Regions from separate parts of the Mus musculus genome. Here region 2 is linked to region 1. Evidence: chromatin contacts called from public HiChIP or PLAC-seq data. All regions are on one chromosome and are shown on one strand. The core of a region is the stretch at or near the end of the contact, and the rest is flanking DNA. Distances in the headings are between cores, read along the strand shown.

Region 1 (4,827 bases), core at 910-3,409:
AGTTGGCTCTAGCTGGTCAGGCTGAAGCCTCCGCTGGGAGAAAGGACTGAGACTCCAAGCTCCTTGAGCACAAGGGAGGATTTCACGGTGGGCCTGGTCTAATCCCCACACTAGATAATAAGAACCTATGGTCCACAGAGAGAGAGAGAGTGGGGGAAGCAGTTCTGGAGCTGGCACAGCAGAGTGCAGACGACAGCTGCTCCAACTCTCCCAGCCCCAGGCCTGCGGCCCGCAGAGAGCACAGCCTTCAGTGCACCCTTCACTAACACGCCTTTGTAGACTCGAGACCACCCTGAGCTGTCCTGGTTGAAATGAATGTAGAGCCCTATCTGCCCTGGTCTTCCATGACTCCATTGACCAACCCCCCCCTCTCCCCCCAACTCCTCCAAACAACAAAAACAACCCCACTCTGAGCCTCTCCTCCATTCCATCACTCCCTAAAGACCGCATCCCAAGTATTCTGGGCTTGGAAGATTTCTGCCTGATTTGACAACATTTTTGCCAGGAGTCTAACATGGTTAGACCCCCTTTGGAGAAAGGAAGTCAGCATTTTAGGAGAGAAAGGTGGTTCAAAACTGTCTATGTCTAGTAGAGCCCAGAGTTTGAGCTTACTGGGCCTTAGGAAAAACTAGGTGGGGCCTGAACACAGTTTCTGTGTTTGACACCCACCCCCATGCCAGCCCTATTTCCACAAAGCAAATGAAATCCTTCCCACAGGCTTTGCCCTGTGCAGGTTGTAACTTGCTTCCCTGTGATGCGCGCCCCACTGATGATCCTGGGTTAAATGCTGAGCCTCTGGAAGTCCTGCTGCCCCACCTACACTTTGCAGTTAAGACAGCAGCACCCATCTGGCCAGAACTGGTTTTTGTAAAGGGCCCAGACATACCTCCACCTCTCCAGTTTCATTCTCCTTTAGCACAAAGCTGAGAACATCGGTGTCAGGCCCAGCGAGCAGACGAAGGTAGAGAGGATAGTCAGCAATGGAGAGTTTCTGGAAGAGCACTGCAAGCAGAATGAAGGGCTGGGTGCTCATCTCAAATGAGGACAGGGTGGGGTCGGGCTCAGAAATGCACAGGTTGGCCAGATGACTGGAAATAGTCATGGTGGTTCTAATGGGCGTGGACCTGACACGGCAGTGGTGGCTCTGAGCCTTCCATCCATTCCTGCCATTTGAGAGGCACTACCTTCATTCCCATATGGCAAAGTTTAGCCATATTTCCATTTACAACATCTTCCAGAGGAAGAGGAGCAGTGGGCGGACTCCTTCCCATTATAGAGATTAGGAGCCCAGAGCCCAGGGTGTGTCTTTCCTGTGTGTGCATGGAGCTGGGCACAGTAGGCATGAGCTGCCTGGTCCTGCCCAGAGCCTGTGCTTGGCCCTTCCATGAATCCTGCTGCCTGGAAGCCTACACTTCCCACCCAGGACTGATAGTGAGGTTTAGTGACTGTGGGCATTAGCAGACTAGGGAGAGGTCAGAAACTCATACCTTGTCCATCTTTGTGTATCCGCTTAAAAAGTGCAAACTTCTGTGGGTTGTCCACAACCATGAACTTCTTGAGCAGCCCCTGGATGACCTCACTAACCGTGGTGGTGCTGCTGATATGTAGCTGCTTGATGGCATCGAGTGGCAGGTAGAAGGAAGTCCGCTTGTCTGTGGTGGCTGCAGGGTTCACTTCCTTAATGGCATCATAGATGGACTGGGGCCGGATCCCAGCGGGCACCGTCACTGGCCGTCGGAGCTTCAAATGCACTTTGATGAAACCTGTGTAGGTGCCATCTTCACTCTGCAAGTGGGAGGCACTGCTGATTCTGTCTGCCCAGTTCACTCTGGGTTGTAAACTACAGAAGACCTGACAGGTTACTCCATCCAGCCTGCCTGAGTCCCTTCCCAAGTCTCCTGTCTAGAAGTGCAGGAGGAAGTTCACTCTCCTCATGGGCCAGGAAGTTTTTAACTAGGCCACTCCAACCCTTTACCAGATAGGTGCCAATGGCCTTTGTTGGGTCTCATTCTAAAGGCAGAGCCTGCAGCCTCCTCTCTACCTCTGAGGGCATCAAAGCCCTCAGAGACCCAGCCCAACTCCAGCCTGACTGATAGCTGCATTTTCTGAGGCTCTTGAGTGACTTGGAAGCCCCAGGGAGCCAGTTGCTGCCAGTCACCAGCAGGGGGCAGGGCTCGCCTGATGTCACCACTTAAAGACAACTGTACATGTCAAGATCTCTTAAGCACGGGCTTGGGCGTGGAGATCTCTATTTCATACTGAAGTAAGGAGAGGTTAAAGTTTGCCAAAGTAGCCAGAGAGTGAATGGAACAGAGGTTGTATCTGGAGTCTATTCTAGAGCCCATTCCATTTCTCTGGATCCCTGAGGTCACAGAAAGCTGGGCCTGGACAAAGGAGAGTGAGCTGTAAGGGAGTCGTAGTTCCTGTGGAGGCAGGGCTGAAAAGATGTTGGGTAGGGATGGACAGGCTCTGCTTACCAGCTTCATGCCCAGGCAGTGCTTCTCCCTGCTGTTATAGCTGTCAATCTTCTGCTTGATCTCCTGTATCGTGGGCGGGTGCTGTGTCTCCTCCACTGCCTTACAGACATTCTGGAACAGACAGGTGGCAATGTGTACAGTGGCTTTCAGGATACAGAGGGCAGTAAGCATACCTCCCAAATGCCCCTCTGGCTAAGAAAGAAGTGCCAGCATGAGCAGTAAGAGGCCAGCCACTCAAATCTCTCTCAGCCTCAAGCTTCCTCACCTATGACATGGAAATAATACCTAGCCCAGACTGGCTGAGAGACCAGTGTCTGTATGCCCCATACCTAGGCACTGGCCATCAACTCGGTGAGTGGGACGTGGCCTGTCCGTGTCCAAGAAGCGATAAGCTACAAAGGTGTGAGTGAGTACATGCTAAAAAACGATAGCCAGGGACCAAGGGCACATCCCGCCTGCCAGTCAGCTCATGTCACTGGCAATAAGCTTTGCTCATAACATGTGATGATTTGTCAAGTGAATGAACTGTTAGGGACAGTTCATTCAGGCACCTCCTCTATACACTAAGGATTCAGCTATCTCCACATCTCACAGACCCAAACTTCCTGATTCCTGATTCTCCAGGTGAGAACACTGGGACTCTGCATTTACCAGCTCAATACCCCCATCCCCATGTGCAGAACAAGCCAGAAATCCCACACCTGTCCTGCTGTGGTCTCCCCGCATCACATGATTCGATCTGACAGAGTTCCCTGCTTTATCTGTGACCCGCCAGGAAAATGGAAGAAGGAACTTAAGGTCAGTATCCCTTGCAGTATGGTACCGGTGGATTCTGAGATCTCCACAGGTCTTTTTCACAGGTCCGTTCTCTGGACTTCCCTCATGTTCAGGGTCATTTCCCAGTTTGTCTTAATGCTCCCCAAAGTGGCTTGGAGTGCAGGGAGCCGGTAGGTGAAAATTCTCCCAGAATTATTCTGATCTTAGAAACCCAGCAGACTTGGGCAGTCAGGAATCATCTCTAGTACATCAGACAGCAGATGCCCAGAGAAGGATGACTCGACAGCATCTGATACCTGCTTGGGGTTTGGTTTGAAGAATTTTACAACGGTTTCCACATCACACTGTCCCCACCACCAAGTGAAGCACAGTGGGGTGCTCACCAACAGAGCTCATGCCTGGCCTTTCCCTTCAGCATGCCCATTTGTAGGACTTCATCACACGCACAGCACATCAGCACTTCCTCCTCCCACTCGCCAATCCTATAGGGCACAGGAAACTGCCAAGAGCAGTGGGCATTGCTGGGTCTGTATGGCTCCACCTTCCCAGCCCTCCACAGAGACGAGCCGACATCCTCTTTCATTCGAGGCTCTTGCATGGTCTGCTCCTGTGCACTTTTCACCCACAGCTCCTGATGGTAACTACTGGGTTGGTGGTCCAGATACCTTCTCTGACACACTACCTATGGCATTCCTATTGTAAGATCATGAACATAGAAAATAAATATGCTGATAGCCCATTGCTAGTGAGTAGCCAAGTAGGAGCAAGAATGAAGTCCATATAAGCATGGAGTCAAGTTCTCAACTGAGCATGTGGCCACCCTAGGGCAGCCCCTTCTGCTATCGGGATCAGCACCCCACCACACCAGTAATGGTCACTGAACTTTAACACTGCAGGCCTGGGATGAACAGATGATAAAACAAGACCTGGCCTGTGGAACATTCATCTAAGCTGGCCTATCAGTGGGTCCAGCTCTAGGCATCCCAGTGGGTTTTGCATCATCTATGAAGCTGGCAAAGAGGGACTCCTAACATCTGGAGTGAGGGCAGCTGGCAGGATGTAGGGGCCTGCCAGTATGTCCTCTTACTTGATCTTGAAGAATGCCCAAGAGAAAATAGTTGCTGGGACATCTCCTGTTTGCTTAAAGTGCATAACTCACGTGAGCCTCACAGGCTGTCTTCACCTGACTCATTCATCTGGAGGCTTCCAAACGGATTCCTCTCATTTGTCTTCACTTCTGGGACTCTCCATTTCCAGTCTCCACATGCTGGATACCTCTCTATGGACCAGATGTGCCTGGCTATGGCCCTGCCTTGCTCTCTGGTCATTTCAAGTCAGAATGGGTAGCTGGGTGGCTGCTGTTTTAGCCTTCATTCTACTCATCTCAGGCAGGCTGACTGTCATTCCTGGGACATTCTCATATTCATCTACAAAAAAAGAATTAAGTGATGGAAAACTCTAGAAGTCCCTGGAAGACCTCTGTTTTCCGTTCCAGCCATTTCCTTGTTGAAAAAGCAGCTGTGTTGTGGCTGCTGAAGGCCTGCTTCCACGCCCACTTTGGACCACAGTGAGT
Region 2 (4,827 bases), core at 999-3,498, 300 kb after region 1:
GTTCTTCCCATATGGTTTCAATCATCTCTAAATTATTTATAATACTTAATATAAGTGATATATAAATCATTGTTACACTATGTTGTTTAGGGAATGGTGGCAAGAAAAAAGTCTGTATATATTTAAGACAAACTCAATTATCATAAACCTATTTAGAATACGAGGTGAACAATGCTCCAAATAAATGCTACAGAGAGGTTATGTGAAATAGCAGGAGTGGGATATACTGTGATTTTATTTCATTAGCCAGGCACACAGGAACTCAATGCACAAGTAAAATTTTTCTTTGTGGAGTTTCCTGGAGCTTTTTGCCTTTTGTGGAAGAAAGATAGTCTTGCTAGGCAGTCTAAGCTTTCCCACTTGTGGCCCTTCTGCCTCAGCCTTCTCAGGCTCCATTTTCCCACCTATCTTTAGCATGTGGTTGATTGAATATGCATCCACGGTTATGAAAAGCAGACCTTCTGAATCCCACCAGTGACTGGCCTGGCACCCTGCAGTCACTAACTCACAGGCAAGTTCTTAAGACTGCTTGAACAGGAAGGTTTTGTTTGTAAAGACACTTTCTTGCCCAGATTCTCTACTACATACCTTTCTCTGAATTTCAGTCCAAGAACACTTCCAAAATAACAACTCTGAGCTTCACCATACTCAAAAGAACTAATCATAATCTGGAAGATTAAGCAAGATTAATTCTTTAGCCTACTTCCTTCCAAATTTCTTATAGAAAGTTATCTACAGTGGAATCCTTGCTGTCTCTCAAATCAAAGCTACCAGTTTGGGGACGGAGTAAGGACAAGAAAAATTTAGTAGCAATAGTAAACCAGAAAACCTAAGTGTGACATACTCTAAACCAAAGTATGCTCTTATAACCACCTGGAAATTATTTTGCCTGAGGTCTATATACTTCCCTTAACTCAGGTATGGGAATCTACAGGAGCTACTCATAGTGACTTTCATGGATTTTCTGGCTTACAGTTTGTTGTTGCTGATTTGAGGTACAGGTGATTAACTCAGAATCTTATACATGCTAGGTAAATTCTCCATCTGCGGGCAATTGATTGTCTTCATTTTACCTTCCCCTCTTTCTCATCAAATGAAGACACCTACTGGCTAATTCATAGCATCAACAGAACATTGTCTGAAATATTAAGAGCATAGAGACCTTGAATAATCAAAGCACATAGTTAACATAATTAAGAGCATTCTGTTAACTAAGTAAATGGTTTTCAAGTCTATAGGCAGTATTTTCCCTACACTTGTTTCTCAAAACTTTTTATCAATGGTGAAAGAGATGCCAAGTTTCTCTGTACCACTGTTAAGATAAAAAATTTCTGTTCTTTCATGATCTTTTGGAGTAGCCAGATAAATGTGGTATCTAGAATAAGAAAAAAAGGGGAAATGAGATTGTCTTTTTATACATAAAGCAATGAGGAAGTGCAATGGTTTTATATCCAGGCCTGGTCCTTTTCAGAGAATGTACTTGGAGGAAATGCCATAGCAGGCCCTCTGAAGACACCCATCTTTTATCAGGTTCAAATTAAAGATGTATCTTTTTATTAATACCCTGATGGTGTGTAATTGTTAGTATTAAATAATAAGTAGTGATATATATTTAACTTACTTAATCTAGATCAAGTTAAACCAATGATCATCTGAGGACAGTGACAGGTGTGTGTGTGGGGGGGGGGGTTCCAGGAGGATGCAACCTGGGCAAATTACTCTCTATCTCACATCAGACAGAGAAGCCAAATGATTAGACCATTAACAGACATTAATATATTCAAGTCAATTAATCTGTAGCCATTGAGTGACCAGAAGTTGTCTATACTTTCTAGCTACTCACTGTGGTTTGCTATAGTTACGCATCATGCATTTCAAGTCCAGCCTTTTAACTTTTAAAGTTCAATGGAATTCAAGCATAATGACAAAGTCTGAACAAAAGAAAGGGTATTTAAATTGCTGAAGGTTTAGACCACTTAGTCTTTCTCATCAGAAGCTGAACCTTCCAAATGTGAGAAAAACAGTTCCCTCTACCAAGTGGATTTCTACACAAGAGATGGGCCAAGCGGGAGATCGTTTCTTAATATTTAATCTCCTTTCTCCAAGATCTTTTAAAAAAGAGGCATCTCTTCCTCCATCTCAATATAGGAGGATAAATTTCTACCCAAACAGGAAGGTCTGGAGGATGCTACCAGCTGTCATGAGTTTCCCTATGACTTGAAGACTCTTGGCTCGAGCCATCCTGAAGCATCTTGTTTCCTGTTCTCTGGGTTACAGCCCAGGCCAAGAATAGTACTCCATTCATGCTACTGTGTACACATCCTTTTTATTTGCAGTTTTCTCTTAAATATGTGTAAAACCCTGTTCTTGTACATTATCCAAGGTAAATGGAAATATTTTTTAAGTAGGCACAGAGCAACAGATTTATTTCCTGCCCAGTCTATCAAAAAGCACTGCTTGGGGGAATTCCATTCCAGAGCTAAGACCCATAGGAACTGAGGGGCCATAAGCACCCTATCTACAGCTCCAGACAGACAGACAGCAACAGGACAGCAAAACATAGCATATCCACATCCACCCAGAACTTTATATCTCTGGACATGTTCTGAGCCTAAAAAAGGTCAGGAGGCTGTAAAATTGGTCTCTTTTAACAGGTCAAGCAATGTGAAATCACCTACAAAATGCTGATCTCATTGTTAACCAAAACAACCCTAAAAATCAAGTAAGATTCGTGCTGATAAGCAAGAATGCAAAATCCACTGTTTCCCAACCATCTCTATTCCAAACAATTTCCTATATATCTTTAGTGCTCAAACAATTTGCAGAACACCTTGTGTTTTTTGTTGTTACTGTTATTCTTATTGTTGTCAGGTTTTGGGTGGGGGGATTGTTATTGTTATTCTTGTTTGTTTTTGTTTTTGAAACAGGGTCTCACTTTGTAGTCCTGGCTGGCCTGCAACTTGCCATGTAAACCGACCAGACTGTTCTCTCAAACTCAAGTGAACCGACTTGCAGGAGAGCCTGTAAGCCACAGGCCTGGCACTGTTAAGAGATATCTACTCACTCTCTCATTTACTCCACATCCATATTCATAGTCCTTCCTGGCCCTTGAGCCCTTACAGAACTGCCAAGTGAACAGGCAAATAGAGCAATATGAAAACTATTATTAATGAACAAGTACCAAGTCAGAACTCTCTTCATGCCTCTGGTCACCTCGTTATTTGTATGTATGCCTCTAATTAGATGATGCACATTTAGGGCATGAATTTGTCCTTGAATACTCAGAATTCAGCATTTAAACAGTGTTTCTGTTGTGCGTGTATGTGAGTTGAGTTGTGTGTAAGCATATGCACACAGAAGAGAAGTATCTCTTCTGGCACCTGCAGAAGCCAGAAGAAAAAGTCTGACTCCCTGGAGCGGAAGTTACAGGCAGTTAGGAAGCACCAGATGTGAATGCTAGGATGCAAACTCCAGCCCTCCTGAAAGGGCAGGAAGCTTTCTTAACCAGTTGTCCAGTCCCACAGCACTTGTTTTACACAGCCCATTCTAATTGATGTTTCTTGGATTATTGAATGACTCGTAGAGACTGAGTAGGCTCTTTGTAAAATAAAGTGAATAAGCAGCATTTCTGCTAGGGAAAAAAACCTTTCATTTTATACTTCAGACTAGACTACTAATTATAGCACAACACTGGAAGAAAATAGAAGGCTCCTGATTATAGAACTACAAAGAAAAGGGGGATACAACACACTACGCATTGTAATAATAAAAAGAAGACTGAGATTGCATGGTAAAATCTGCTCCTAACTAGGACTGCCGCATCTTTCTGAGTTTAACATTTTAAATCTTTAACTGACTTTCTTTGCTTGGTGAGTACAGAAAAATATAGTAAAGGAAGTACAAGGGTTCTATGATTTAAAGCAAGGGAGGACAAACTCAAACCACCACACTTCTTGTTGGTCATTTAGAAAGGCATCCATTGACAGGACAAATGAACAGGCACTATTCGCCTCTGGGGAATGGGATTACCTTTTATGGATTCAATAAGGTGTAAAAAAATTAATATCACTCAGATAAGCAACAAAATGGGTAATTAAATGTTAAATTAAAGAATCAAGATGACTGCTAGGTCTTCAGAGTTTAAGAACACACAGAGACACATGTGAGGAGAGCAGTCACTAAGTCACCCTTTATTATAGCCACTTTTTCTTTTCCTTTTTTTTTTTTTAAGATTTTATTTATTTTGTGTATTTGAGTACACCACCACTGTCCTCAGACACACCAAATCAGAAGAGGGCACCACATCCCATTACAGATAGTTTCGAGCCACCATGTGGTTGCTGAGAACTGAATTCAGGACCTCTGGAAGAGCAGTCAGTGCTCTTAACCACTGAGACATCTCTCCAGCCCCTAGAGCCACTTTTCTAACAGAAAAAAAAGTGGCTGAAAGTAAATCTCAAAGGAGTTTATCTTGGGTTGGCAGTGCCTGGATTAGCTGCTACAGTGCTTGCCTAGCATGACAGAGGCTCTCAGTTTGATCTTTAGGACTATATCAGACTGGGAATGATAGCACAGGCCTATTAGAGGTAGAAGCACAAAGATCAGACTTTCACAAGCATCTTAATTACTTAGTTTGCAGACAGACTGGGTTAGAGAAGACTGACCCCTCTCCCCCCAAAAGCTCATCTTCTAGAGTTCTTATTTTGATATAGCCTTTCCCATCCTTCAAATAATTAAGGTTTTAGAAAACACCAGCCTACATCTCATCCTGCTATGCTTTTATCTATATATTAGCTTCTCTTTTTTGCTTCAAAGATAAAAGGATTT

What was found. HiChIP or PLAC-seq counts read pairs in DNA pulled down with a chosen protein or histone mark.
Region 2: a contact with region 1 is called in an H3K27ac HiChIP or PLAC-seq map of microglia, with 4 times the contacts expected there. The contact joins two enhancer-like sites. A contact is called at or near these places in 2 of 115 datasets of contacts at active chromatin or transcription factors (microglia and regulatory T cell precursor).

The regions. Positions count from the first base shown.
Region 1 is chr1:131,179,667-131,184,493 of GRCm38.p6, forward strand. Rassf5 (Ras association (RalGDS/AF-6) domain family member 5) reads right to left here. Exons shown (of 6, transcript NM_018750.4): 3 at 2,478-2,588; 4 at 1,488-1,785; 5 at 887-1,002. It also overlaps a transcript of Eif2d not described here. Among named protein-coding and RNA genes, the nearest start is that of Eif2d, 29 kb to the left of the region's middle. Within about 2 kb of position 2,160, at least 33 of the 459 cell types and tissues checked have an H3K27ac peak or open chromatin away from gene starts, as enhancers often do. A contact at or near this core is called in microglia, where this site is marked.
Region 2 is chr1:131,480,208-131,485,034 of GRCm38.p6, forward strand. All of the region lies in intron 2 of Srgap2 (SLIT-ROBO Rho GTPase activating protein 2), which reads right to left. Among named protein-coding and RNA genes, the nearest start is that of Srgap2, 45 kb to the right of the region's middle. Within about 2 kb of position 2,249, at least 26 of the 459 cell types and tissues checked have an H3K27ac peak or open chromatin away from gene starts, as enhancers often do. A contact at or near this core is called in microglia, where this site is marked.